3 separate regions of the Mus musculus genome follow, and regions 1 and 3 are each linked to region 2. Evidence: chromatin contacts called from public Hi-C data. All regions are on one chromosome and are shown on one strand. Each heading gives the region's core, a stretch centred on a gene start, on an enhancer-like site or on the middle of the called end of the contact. The rest is flanking DNA. Distances are from core to core; before and after follow the strand shown.

Region 1 (3,921 bases), core at 135-2,634, 930 kb before region 2:
TGCTTGGGTTTGTAGAATATTGAGATCCATGCCGAAATGTGGACTCAGGACGTGACTGTCGGAAGACCTGCCACCTGGACACAGTCTTCCAACTTTCTGCATGGGTGGGTAACTGAGTCACGATGAAGTCCATCTTTGTCTCAGTAAGACAGCCTCCATGCTCTTCAGGGAATAAATCTAGGGTGAATAGGCAGCCATTGCTTTGGGGGGAGCCCATAACAGGGCTTTAATAAGTGGCTTCAGGAACACCCTTGCTTACAGTCTGTAGAGATCAAAGGTTGCCCAAGAGGGAGGAAGGGGGTTCTCTAGGATATCCAACAGGCTAACAGAAGGAAATGCACCTACGTTTCTCAGAAACCGTTTGGGTTCACGAATGCTGCCTTTGGGATGTTGAGGCACCTTTTACAAGAGGAAGGGGAGGATGGTGTCATGGTTAGGGTTACATCACCAAAAGCAACTCAGCGGAGAAAGGGCTTATTTAGTGTATACTTCCGCAGCACCGTTTATCATTGGAAGAAGCTAGGACCGGAGCTCAAGCAGGGCAGGAACCGGGAGGCAGGAGCTGATGCAGAGCAGGGCAGCACACATGGTGCTGGAACGGTAGCTGAAGGCTAGATCCTGGATTGTAGACTGAGAAAGAGGGAGAGAGGGAAGGAGGGAAGAAGGGAGAGAGAGAGAGAGAGAGAGAGAGAGAGAGAGAGAGAGAGAGAGAGAGAATGTGTGTGTGCAGTTTGTGTGACTGTGAGTCTGTGTGTGTGCTTGTTATGAACACAGGAGAGATTTAGGTTGTTGATATCACTGCTAATAACTGTCTGTCTGTCTGTCTTCCTTTTTTTTTTCTTTCTTGATGTTGCTGGGACCTGAACCCAGGGTCTTGCCTGTGGCAAGCATTTGTTTCAGTACTGAGTCACACACACACATACATTCAGACTTCACTACTCGCTTTTATAGCTATAGTGATTGTCATACATTAATCAATGGGTAGGGCAGTGCCTGGTTTCCATGTTATACAGTTGTTCATAATATCACCTATCGAAAATTGGAGTGCTAGAGAGATGGCTCAGCGGTTAAGGGCACTTTCTGTTCTTGCAGAAGACCCAGGTTCAGTTCCCAACACCTATATGGTGTCTTACAACAATCTGCAACTCCAGTTTCAGGAGATCCAATAACATCTTCTGACTCCTGTGGGCATCAGACATGCATATGGTACACAGTCATGCATGCAAGTAAAACACTCATACACATAAAAGAAAAATAATATGTCTTAAGAAGAAAAAGTTGTGATAAAGCAACTCATGGTAGAAAGAAAACCCACATTTGAAAACGTGTATTTCTTTGAGGCATTGGCTATCCTGGTTTCTAAGCTCATGTTTTTCTTGTGCCACTAGAGGGCAGCAATGGTCCATTTTGCAAAGTAGTACTTCCTACTGCAGGACAGTGTAATCCCTTTAACTACATTTATTTATTTCTATCTTAAACTGTTAATGTACATCAGGTTATGCTGTTGTAGACTTTCTAGGTAGATAATTTTTTTGCAGACTGTTATGAGCGATAAGTTATTTCTTCTAAAGTTACTTTTTATACAAAAAGTTCTCTGACATGGTAATAGGGGTAACATCTGCTATAAATGATGTGTGTTTGTGGTGTGTGCCCGCTTTCTTTAGGCCACATGTTGACACTGAGAGCTATCGTCAATCGATTTCCACTTTAATTTTTGAGGCAGGTTCTCTTACTGAATCTGGGACTTAAGTATTTGGCTAGGTAAGCTGGCCAGTAAAGTCCAGGGCTCCTCCTGCCTTTGCCTCCCCAGCACTGGGACTGAAGGTGGGTACACTTGCGTTTGACTTTTATGCAGGTCTGGGGATCTAGACTTAAGTTCTTTCTTTCTCTCTCTCTCTTTCTTTCTTTCTTTCTTTCTTTCTTTCTTCCTTTCTTAAGATTTATTTATTTATTATATGTAAATACACTGTAGCTGTCTTCAGATGCACCAGAAGACAGCATTAGATCCTATTATGGATGATTGTGAGCCACCATGTGGTTCCTGGGATTTGAACTCAGGACCTTCAGAAGAGCAGTCAGTGCTCTTAACCACTGAGCCATCTTTCCAGCCCCCTAGACTCAGGTTTTCATGCTGTGAGATAAACACTTTATTGACTGAGCCATCTCCCTAATCCCTAGTTTTACACTTTCAGTCATATGGGATCTGACTCTTTCCCAAATATCAAAATATATGTGTATTTGGAGTCTTTCTCAACTCTTCTGTTACTGTCTAAGCTGTCCCCGGTCACTTCAGTCCTGTGTCCTCTGACAGACAACTTGCATGAGTTAGGTCAGGTCATGCTACGCTGCAGCACAAGCCTTCCCATGTCTCCCCAGCTTGGTCACCAGGTGGCTCACACTAAGTGCTCAGTGCTAAATGGGGCATCAATCACTTCTCCAAAGCTCATGGAACCTCAGGAAGAAGGGGCAGAAAGTCTGTCTGAGCCAGAGGATGGGGAGGAGGGATGTGAAACGCTGCTGTAGGGGTGCACACAGCTATTGTACTTTTGAACTCATGATAACTATGGTTACGGGGACATGATCAAGTCAACAAGACCAGCCAGCATCCTGGCAGGCAGCACTTATAGCACTCAATGGTTGTGAAGGGGGATAGGCACACATTGAGAGGGCGTGGGGTGTGTGGGAGAGACTCTGCCGGTTCCTGGAGGAAGTGGGGGGGGGGATAGGGGGTATTTGTGGGGAGGAGGTGTGTAGACTCCTAGGAGGAGTGGATAGGGGGGTGTTATGGGACATATGATAAAGATGCATTGTTTACATGCAGAAGGTTGTGAAAGGATGAAAAAAAATCATGTTCTATTAGAAATTACAACTCTCTATTTACGCCTTAGGTCTTTCTCACCTTATTGGAGTTTTCTCATAACACTACATCTTTATATTGTATTATTCACTGGCATGTAAGATGTGCAAGGCCAGGGTGTTTTATTTTGTTTTTGTCTGTATTGTTCTGTATTCACATCACTCAAATGATTCTTGTCTCACGGTCCGCATTCAGTAAATACATCCTAAATGAATGAGTGGCCAACTAACCACATATCATTTTCCTTTTCCACAACAGCTGACTGCATATTCTGTTTAGGTAGACAAGAGGACGATGTGGATTGCAGATAGGACTTCTGTGGTTCTTCAAAAACCATAAACAGATTGCTAATATTGCTTAGTGTATTGTCATTAGAATTGGAATTATACATACAATGGTAAACCACTGGTTTTCAATGTGTGATATTATGTTCCCTGCAGAGGCAGCAGACCTCTACATTTTGGGTGGACAGAATCAGTTTTGGATGCTGAGACTAATGTCATACATACACAAGAAATATGAAAACCTGTTTTATGACCACAGTGGGGTCTCTAGTGAGACCTGAGACTAGATAGACCGGACCTAGGGGAAAACCAAATCCTTTTGTTCTATTAATGAAACAGCAATATAGTGACTCCTAAGGCAGTCTGCTATATTTGTTGATGTATATTATAAAGCCAAGGATATGTTTTATACAGTGTGGTATGGTGTGGTGGTGGGGGCATCTCTCTCCCGAGGAACCAGCCATATGATGGGTCTAGATAAAATAGAGTTTATTTGGGGAGCATAGGAAGGAGAGTTGAGGAGGGAGTAGAGGTAGACAAAGAGAAGGGACAAGGAAGGAGAGAGAGAGAGAGAGAGAGAGAGAGAGAGAGAGAGAGAGAGAGAGAGAGAGGGAGGAGGGGGAGAGGGAGAGGGAGAGAGAGAGGAACATGTGGAGGAGGGGGGAAGGGGAGAGAGAGAGAAAGGGTCAGAGAGTCAGAGAGCAAAGAAAGGCCAAGCAGCCCTTTTTATAGCAAGCCCGGCCTACCTAGCTGTTGCTAGGTAATTGTTGGGTGGAGCCT
Region 2 (4,297 bases), core at 645-3,144:
GACACTGGCATTGGGGTGTGGGGGGCAGAGATGTGGAGAAGAAAAGGGAGGGGGGAAATAAGTGTTTGTGTTTGTTTTAATTTAGTAAGACACAGTTGAGATTTCTAAGAAGGCTCCTTGGTCCCTAGCTGTGCTCTCTGAGTGTGGTTATCCTCTGAGTTATTCCCCATTTCTACAAAAGGTGGCCTGTGTTCGCAGCTTAGGCATTTTCTCAGCCTGTTTCCTGCAGGTCCAACTTCCAACCCCATTTCTAACTTGCTCCGTGTCCATTGCTTATGGCACAACTCGGAGATCCAATGTAGTTTTTATAAACCCTTTATATGCCTCCTGTAAACCTGACTGGGGTCCGTGCCATCAGAGCAGAGCAAGACCCAGAAGCCGCTGAGATGATCTGTTCTATGCCTGGGTTTCTGCTGAGAGGGCAATGGGACAGATGGTGTTCTTTGCGTCTGTACATGTGTTTTGGTTTTCAGTTTTTAAGGAGCCTCACTTCATAGCCCAGGGAGGCCTAGAACTCGTGGCAATCCTGCTGTCTCTGAAGCTCTGGGAGGCTTGAGCCACCAGCCCAGCATAAGCCTTGGTTATTTCTGAAGTTTTAACTTTTTTTTTGGACCCACCCCTTAGCCTTCATGTTTACCTCACTGCTTTGCTTACACAGTATGGGTCTCCTCTTTGCCCAAGAGCCATGTCTTAGCTTTAAAAAGCGTATTTTTTTTTCATAATAAAAATGCTAGAAAATTTCCACTCACCATGTCTTATCTACTTTTACCAGTGCTTTCTTCAGTGATTACCCACTCCCAAGGCAGACTACCACAGGACTCCCGAGTTAGATTACCTAGTAGCTTCCAGCTCCACGGAAGGTATGTCCACTGCATTCCTAGTTTTCATTTATGACAGCCACTACTCTTTCTAAACTTTCTACTACTGTGCAGCAAGGGCTTCATGTTCTCTCCGTTCAGGATCTCCTGCACTCGATCACTTTGGGCTTCCTAGGGGTTTCTTTAAAGGCCACCAGTCTTTACTAACAATATCTAATTTGTGTTTATTTCATTCATGGTCTTGCTATGTAGTCCAGACTGGCCTTGAACTTGTCATCTTCATCTGAGTGCTGGGATTATAGGCATATGACACAATATTCATAATATAAAACTAACCCTCTCCCCAAAGGTCCCTGCTTGGTCCAGATCTGTATGCACCCCTTCAGGTTTTTGTTATAGCTACATCCAGTTTCCAGGATGCTCCAAGCTGAATCTAAAACTCAGTGCCATAGAATATAAAAAACATAATTCTGTACTTTTGGGATGTCTAGACTTCAGGGGTGTTTTTAGGCAGGTAGCCTGATTTTTAATCAGCGTTGACTGGGAACCAGTAGTATCTGTGCTCTTGACTTGGGTTCGGCCACCTGCTTTCTGGGTAGCTCATTCATGTGATTGGCGAGGTATGCTGGCTGTTGCCCAGCTCTCGCTCCTAAAGCTACTGAGTGTGTTGTATCATGGAAGCTGGTTTTTCTCCAGAGCAAGCTACCATAAGAGAGCCACATGATAGCCTCGATGCCTTTTAGAACCTAACGTTGAACCTCACGACATTTCTACAAGACACACTTGTATAGTCAGCCGTACTGAAGATGGGAAGTGATTATCCAAGAGTGTGGGACCAGGGAACTAACTAACAGCATCGAGGAAGCCGGTTATCAGCACACTTTTCTTGTTAGAGTTTTCCCGAGACTGATAATTGCCACGAAGGAAGCTGGATTTCCTCCAATTCTTCAGTATCTTTTTTTAAATACGTAGGAATTACTTTTTCCAAGCACCGAAAAATGTCAGATTATGCTCACTTGTGTTATTTTTATCCTGTGGGTGCGCCTCGTCCATAGCGCTTCCCCTTTCTGTTCCTTGCAGGCTGGCGCTTTCCTAAGCCATTGACCCGGTTTTCAATGTAGGACTTCTGTTCAGCGTTCTTCTGTATTCCAGCTCATGTCTTTTGTATCCTCCCTACCCCCGCACGGGGTTTGCATGTGAAAGGTCCCTGACAAGCTCACGAATTCGAACCCTTGGTGCCCAGTTGGCGGGTCTGTTTTGGAAAATTATGGAACCTTAAAAGGCTTAAGCCTTAGAGGAGGGAGTGGATCACTGAGGTGAGCCTCGCGGTTTCAGAAACCAAACCCAACACTTCCGGTCTGCTTCCTCTCTTCCCACGCCGTATGAATCTCTGCCTCCCTGTTCCCGAGGCCGTGCCATAATGGGTGGTACCCCCCCCCGAACTAAATAAAGCTCAAGTTGAGCTTGTCAGGGTGTTTTACCACAGCCACGGGGTACTAAGACGGTTTATACCTCCTTGTCCTTCCTGGGTTTCATCTTTATTCCCAGCTCAAGAAGTTTGAAAACATGAGGTGGCTGTGTTAAGTTCCACGTGTCTGAAGATGTCTTCATGCCTTCTGCCTTGAGTCGGGAACTGCGCACTCACAATACAGCTATAACTAAAATGTGACTGTGAGGGGGGTGCACGTGGCTAGAGTTTCTCAAGTTGTGGGCTCACTTGTAGAGTATCAAGGAGTGAAGGAATTTTACTCCTCCATCCCTGAAGATGAATCTTCCACTGGCTCAAATCGCTGGCGTGGGAGGAGCGTGGCAGGTCTGTGGGCTTCATAGTTCACAGCACCACAGGTCTTGAGTCCCTCTGCACACAGTGCCAAGACTGTCTCCTCTCCTCATTGACACAGAGTTTGTCACTGCAGCCCAGGGTTGCCCGAGACCCATTATGTAGCCCAAGTTGTTCTTGAACTCTCTGTCTCCTGAGTTCTGGGATAACAGGCATTGAGTCACCGCACCTGGATACTGAGTCTCTTTAGTCCCCATCTGAGTCTCTTATGGCCCAAGTTTGCAGCTGAGTCTCTCCAGAAAGCAAGAAACCTCTCCTGCTTCCCAGACAGAAGTGGGCAGGAACTAGTTACCTGACTCCTTGGCGCCTTTCAAAGAAAGTCCCTGTTTATCATGTCCCACCCCACCCTGAAATCCTTTGCCTTCTTCTTCTGGCCTAAATTAACCTTTCATCTGCTGTTCCTCTCCTCCCATCTACAGATATTCTAGCTTCTGATTTTCCCTTCTCCATTTATGCTTATTTAAGAAGGACTGAGATCTTTCTTAAAATTTGTATTTTTTAAAGCAGGACTTTTTTGTTGTTGTTGTTGTTGTTGATTTCCCTATGTACCACTGGTTAGCCTGGTTGGAGGATTTTAGCTTGTGAAACAAAGGAATAACATGAAGACTCAAAAGCAAACAGACTCACACTATAACCACTGCGAACAGTGTCCCCAAAGTGAGCATGCTCTTTTACATCTCTGGAAGAGGACGCTTTGCACCTCCACTGAACAGAAAAATGTGTGTCCCTTCCCTGTCACCCAGCCCATGTCCAGGCATCTGAGCAGTGTGGCCAAGGGAAGCAGTCGGCTTTCAAGACCTGATTAATCTTTCTTCCCTTGCTTAGCTTTCCAGCTGTGGTCCATGCCCCCCTTCCTGGCACGAAACCATTCCTTCGGAGTTCTTTTGTTCCTGGCACGATGTCAGAAACTCAGCTATCTTTTACTAAACCTCTCTGGTCACCAGCTTCCCGTTGCTGGCCAATGCTTTATTTATAGAAAAGGCCCTATTAGGCTGGGACCTTTATCCACTGTGGAACAAAACAGCAGACTTCTTCATTTAGCGTCTTGACCAGATTGTATGCTGAAACAGTTGGAGAAATGTAAGCTCCAGGAAGTCCCAGGAGTCTTTCAAGGTGGCCGCTGGCATTGGATCAGCCAGAAAAGCCACTTGTGGGGGGGGGGGTTTAGCTCCCTGTTTCAGTCACAAAGCATGCCACAAAATGTAGCAGATTGTTGGTCATTAGGTACAGGAATCTTGCAGAGGGTTGGCCAACTTTGTAAGCCCTGAATTAGTCCATCTCCCCCCCCCCCTTAATTTATTTAATGATTCACTTTAGATCCTGATCCCAGCTCCCCTCCTCCCAGTGTCCCCTCACGTAGCCCCTCACCCACCCCTTTCCCCTTCTCCTCTGAGATGGGGGAGCCGCCCCCCCCACTCCTTGAGCACCAACCCACCCTGGCACATCAAGTCATTGCAGGGTACATCCTCTCCCACCAAGGACAGACAAAGCAGCCCAGCTAGAGGAACAGGATCCACAGGCAGGCAACAGAGTCAGGGCCAGTCCCCATTCCAGTTGTTGGGAAACCCAGATGAAGACCAAGCTGCACATCTGCTACATATCTGCTGGGTAGGGGTGGGGGCTAAGTCCAGCCCATGTA
Region 3 (4,218 bases), core at 711-3,210, 900 kb before region 2:
TATTAATAAATTGGACCACAAAAAGGATTCTGCTCTTATAGACTTGCCACCTTTCTTTTTGAGAACATAGATCATTAACACATGGGCCATAAATCTAGATGTCTCTGTGATCAGCACCTTGAAGAAAACACAACGGGACTGAGAGGACTGTTGTGTGAGGAGATCCTGAGGGTCGAAAAGGTTGAAGAGGGAGTTGAAGGGTTCCCAGAACCATTGAGAGGGCTGTGAGCTCTCTCATCAGTAGGGAAGTCGATCCATCTGATTCCATTATCTCAGGAATGGGAAGCCATGCAACATCAGTGACTGCTTGGCAGAGTGTTGGTTATCCAGGGGCTCTGCCTCACGGATGAGCTGGTATGGGGGCAGGGCATATGTACGGGTGGAACACAGCTGTCTGCCATTGAGTATATGCAGCATGTATCTGAGGATGGAGCTCAGAAGTGCTGAGCAAGCAGGTTGTCTGTCTTCTCTTTTTGGGCTCACAAAGCACCATGGTTCTTATGAGCTTGGGAAAGAGAAAGACAGTCCCCACCCCTCCCCCAACCTTCTTTTCCCCAAGTGACTTTTTTTTTTTAAGACTTATTTATTTTATGTATACAAGTACACTGTAGCTGTCCTCAGACATGCCAGAAGAGGGCATCGGATCCCATTACAGATGGTTGTGAGCCACCATGTGGTTGCTGGGAATTGAACTCAGGACCTCTGGAAGAGCAGTCAGTGTTCTTAACCGCTGAGCCATCTCTCCAGCTCCCAAGTGAACTTTTAAATCACATTTGGATAGGAAGGTCTCACAGGATTTAATTTGACTAAAAAAATAAAGGATTAAAAAAATATCTCTTGTGTCACGGAGCTACGTAAAGCAATGTACATATATTACCTATAGTTGCCTGCTCTACTTAAAAAATTAAAATTGCACTCATTTATTAGTTACTTGCATACTGCATGCGGGTAAATGCCTGCCATGGGGAGTTAGTTTTCTCTTTCTACCGTGTGACCCCCCCCCCACCCCCCACCCCCGGGATGAAATCAGGTGGCCGGACTTGTCTCTCACGTTAGATTCTAGGTGGCTCCAGGTCCACCTCATGACTCTCTCCACACAGAAAGCTCCAGTGATTAAAGGTTGGTTATCCAGGGGCTGCATCATGGTTGAGCTGGTATCGGGGCAGGGCATGTGTATGGGTGGAACACAGTTGCTTGCCATTGAATAGTCCTTTCAGCACAAACACTCAAGCGAACCAAGCCAACAAATCCATACAACAAACATGCAGACTTGTGTGTGTGGAGAACTATGTGAAGAGATGCTACACTGGGACAAGCCACGGCTTGCGCCAGAGACTGGCTTCTCAGAGGAACCCACTGTCCAGCCAGGATGCCTTCCTTGGCAAGCTTTTCCTGCCTGGGCCTCTGTCTTCACTTTGTGGGCTTTGAGATCTTGCAGGGTATGGTGATTTGCATAAGAGTGGCCCCCACACACTATAGATTTGAATGCTTGGTCACCAGGGAGTAGCACTATTTGCAAGTATTGGGAGGTGTGGCCTTGTTGGAGGTGCCAAGAAACCTACAAGGAGAGCTTGTCTCCTCTGCTCTGAGTGTGGGGCACCTGCCACCTGTTTCCTGAGGGCTCTGTCACTGGGCTGGAGCTGGGGCTTGATGAAACCAGTGCAAACTCAGGCTTAGTAGGTGACGGTATTGCCAGAAGCCCGCTCGCGGCAGCGCCTCATTTCTGCTTTTGCAGACATCCTGGCTTCAGCAAAAGGCGGTGCAGAGAATGCTGCACGGATGTTGTCCTTTGGGTGCAGGTTTGCTGAGTGGGCAGGTGGTGCTAGTATCTACTGGAGCAAGTTGCTAAGGTTGGAACCCAAACCAGAAAAATGGTAGGTGTGCCGTGGGGTAGAGACAAGAACAGCTGCAGTATTCAGGGGAGTGAGTCAGCGGAAAGAGCCTCCTTCCTCCTCTGGCACTGAGCTCGTGAGGCCAGCCCACCTTCCTGACTGCCCAGATCCATCTAAGCATCACCGGGGCTGCTGTTTCTGTATGTCAGGGCAAATTCTGCCTTGCTCGCACTTTAGCCGCGTCGGTAGTTTTGTCTTGGGTGGTGTGGTGGTATGTGGGGGCTCCTCAGTGCCTGTGGTTTTGAGTCTCTCCCTCTCTCCTTGTAAAATGAAGAAGTTGGTAAAATGTCTGACCCTGCTCTTTCCTACCAAGAAGGACTGGCAAGAGGGTGTAGGTTGGTGTCTGTGGTCGAAGAGTAATCACTGAGTTTCACTGGTGGTTCTTCCAAAGCCAGGGCTGTAGGTTGGACTTGGGAATTCCGTTTCTGGAACAAGCCCTGGAGGCTAATGAAGGGGGTGGTGCTTATGCTAAAGTTCTGTTCTCCAATTGGTTCTTGATTTGTCAATAAAGGAGGCCAGGACCAATTGCTGGGTAGAAGGTACAGGCAGAACTTCTGGGTTCCAGGAGGAAAAGGCAGGGACACAGAGAGGGGCTTTTCTACCATGCTTTGGAGGACGAAGAACACAAGAACCATGTAAGGTCTCAGGGAGGGGGCAGCTAGGGCCTGCAGCCTCTGCTATAAGCGGGTGGACAAGGATGTTTGGCAGGGGCTAGATGGGACTAGCCACTAAGTTTAGGGCAGGTGGAAAGATGGAGATAATAAATTGCTAAGGGCATGCTTTTCTAGGTGAGAGATATCTGAGCCCAGCAATTGTGTCAAGAAGACAAACTGTGGAGGAATAAACTGTGTGTGTCTTTTATCCACAGATTGAAGGGTCTTGGGTGGGAGCTGGTAGTGTGGTCACCTCCCTGAGCAAAGGCCAGTAAACAAAAGGGAAACAGGGAGGGGCTTTGCTGACCCTGGCAAAGGTGGTAAACAGGCTAACCCAGACTTATAAAGAGGACAAGAAATTAGATGCCTTCCGGTGATCTCTTGTGTCAATCAAAACCTTCCCTGTGTGCCCCTGAAACTGCTTGTTGTTCTTCCAAGTTTAGTTGCTTTTCAGTCATGGACAAATCAACGTGGGGGTATTTAGGTCTTGTGCACGCAGGACTTGACCAGCAAGAAGACGCTGCAACAGGATCCTTCTGCACACGTTTATTGGGAGAGCTTGATTGCAGAGGCGAAGAAACCCTGAGCCCAGAACTGGTGCTGCTTTTATAGGCCTAGGAGAGGCGTGTCTCACACCTGGATTGGTTATGCACTACGCCTCATTTGCATGTTCCTCATCTGATTGGCTACTCTCTCTCAGTACCTCACAGAGCCTCATTATCATACCTCATTTGCATGTCTCACATCTGATTGGTTACTCTCTCTCAGTACCTTACAGAACCTCATTATCATACCTCATTTGCATGTCTCACATCTGATTGGTTATACTCTCAGTACCTTACAGAACCTCATTATCATACCTCATTTGCATGTCTCACATCTGATTGGTTATACTCTCAGTACCTTACAGAACCTCATTATCATGTCCGGGCCAGGCAGTGTCTTTGCAAAAAACTTTACTGCATATGTACACATTGGTTGTTTGTCCAAACTTATGTGTGGTGGCCAGCAGTAGTCAGTGCCACTCAGCAACGGCACATGTGGCTTCCCACATTTAGGGTACTGGCTCGCACTGTTCCAATAGCCTCTGTTTTAGTGATGGAGTCTGTTGGTGTGAAGAACAGTCTCCTATACTTTCGGTTGTAGTTTGTTGCAATGAAATCTTTAAACAACCCAAAAAAACCTGTCGTGCTGTTTTGTTGCACCGCTTGGCCTCTGTGGTGGTTCTGAAGTGCACAGGCAGCTTCCTTCTGCACTTTCTTGCAGAAGTTTCCCTTCTCCCAACCCAGGCTCCCTCCCACAGCAAGTGCATTGGGATGTGAAGACAGCTTGCCTCTGAGCTTTCCCCCAGAAGTTCTGCTTTCCCCAACCCCTGCTCCCCGCCTCCCCCTGCAAATGCAGGGCTTCCTCCCCCTCCCTGGCCACTCAGAGAGAACTCAAGGAGCCCTGGGTACCAGCTTGAGTGTGATGGATGACAGCCCCCCTTGCCCTTGTGACGTTGAGGCTAGCTCTCTCCCTGATAATCAGGCTGGGCACTTCTCAGGTGCAGTTGGTGCCTGTCCTTGGAAAACAGAGATTAGGGTCCCATGTTTAAATCATTGAAGGGAGGTGATCAGGGGTCACAGACAGTTATGGCTGGCCATAAAACTAGTTCCTGATAGCCCCATAAAGAT

What was found. A called contact is a pair of places that touch in the nucleus more often than the background predicts.
Region 1: a Hi-C map of bone marrow-derived macrophages shows a contact between it and region 2, with 11 read pairs. The contact joins two enhancer-like sites. A contact is called at or near these places in 1 of 484 Hi-C or Micro-C datasets (bone marrow-derived macrophages) and 2 of 115 datasets of contacts at active chromatin or transcription factors (astrocytes and extraembryonic endoderm stem cells).
Region 3: a Hi-C map of bone marrow-derived macrophages shows a contact between it and region 2, with 11 read pairs. The contact joins two enhancer-like sites. A contact is called at or near these places in 2 of 484 Hi-C or Micro-C datasets (bone marrow-derived macrophages and cortical neurons) and 3 of 115 datasets of contacts at active chromatin or transcription factors (T-cell acute lymphoblastic leukemia, embryonic stem cells and extraembryonic endoderm stem cells).

What each region holds. Positions count from the first base shown.
Region 1 is chr8:34,178,692-34,182,612 of GRCm38.p6, forward strand. No RefSeq gene overlaps it. Among named protein-coding and RNA genes, the nearest start is that of Gm33638, 7.5 kb to the left of the region's middle. Within about 2 kb of position 1,385, at least 2 of the 459 cell types and tissues checked have an H3K27ac peak or open chromatin away from gene starts, as enhancers often do. A contact at or near this core is called in bone marrow-derived macrophages, where this site is marked.
Region 2 is chr8:35,107,842-35,112,138 of GRCm38.p6, forward strand. Gm34419 (a long non-coding RNA gene) reads left to right here. Exons shown (of 4, transcript XR_378879.3): 3 at 773-860. Among named protein-coding and RNA genes, the nearest start is that of Gm34419, 15 kb to the left of the region's middle. Within about 2 kb of position 1,895, at least 8 of the 459 cell types and tissues checked have an H3K27ac peak or open chromatin away from gene starts, as enhancers often do. A contact at or near this core is called in bone marrow-derived macrophages, where this site is marked.
Region 3 is chr8:34,206,306-34,210,523 of GRCm38.p6, forward strand. No RefSeq gene overlaps it. Among named protein-coding and RNA genes, the nearest start is that of Gm29243, 8.4 kb to the right of the region's middle. Within about 2 kb of position 1,961, at least 70 of the 459 cell types and tissues checked have an H3K27ac peak or open chromatin away from gene starts, as enhancers often do. A contact at or near this core is called in bone marrow-derived macrophages, where this site is marked.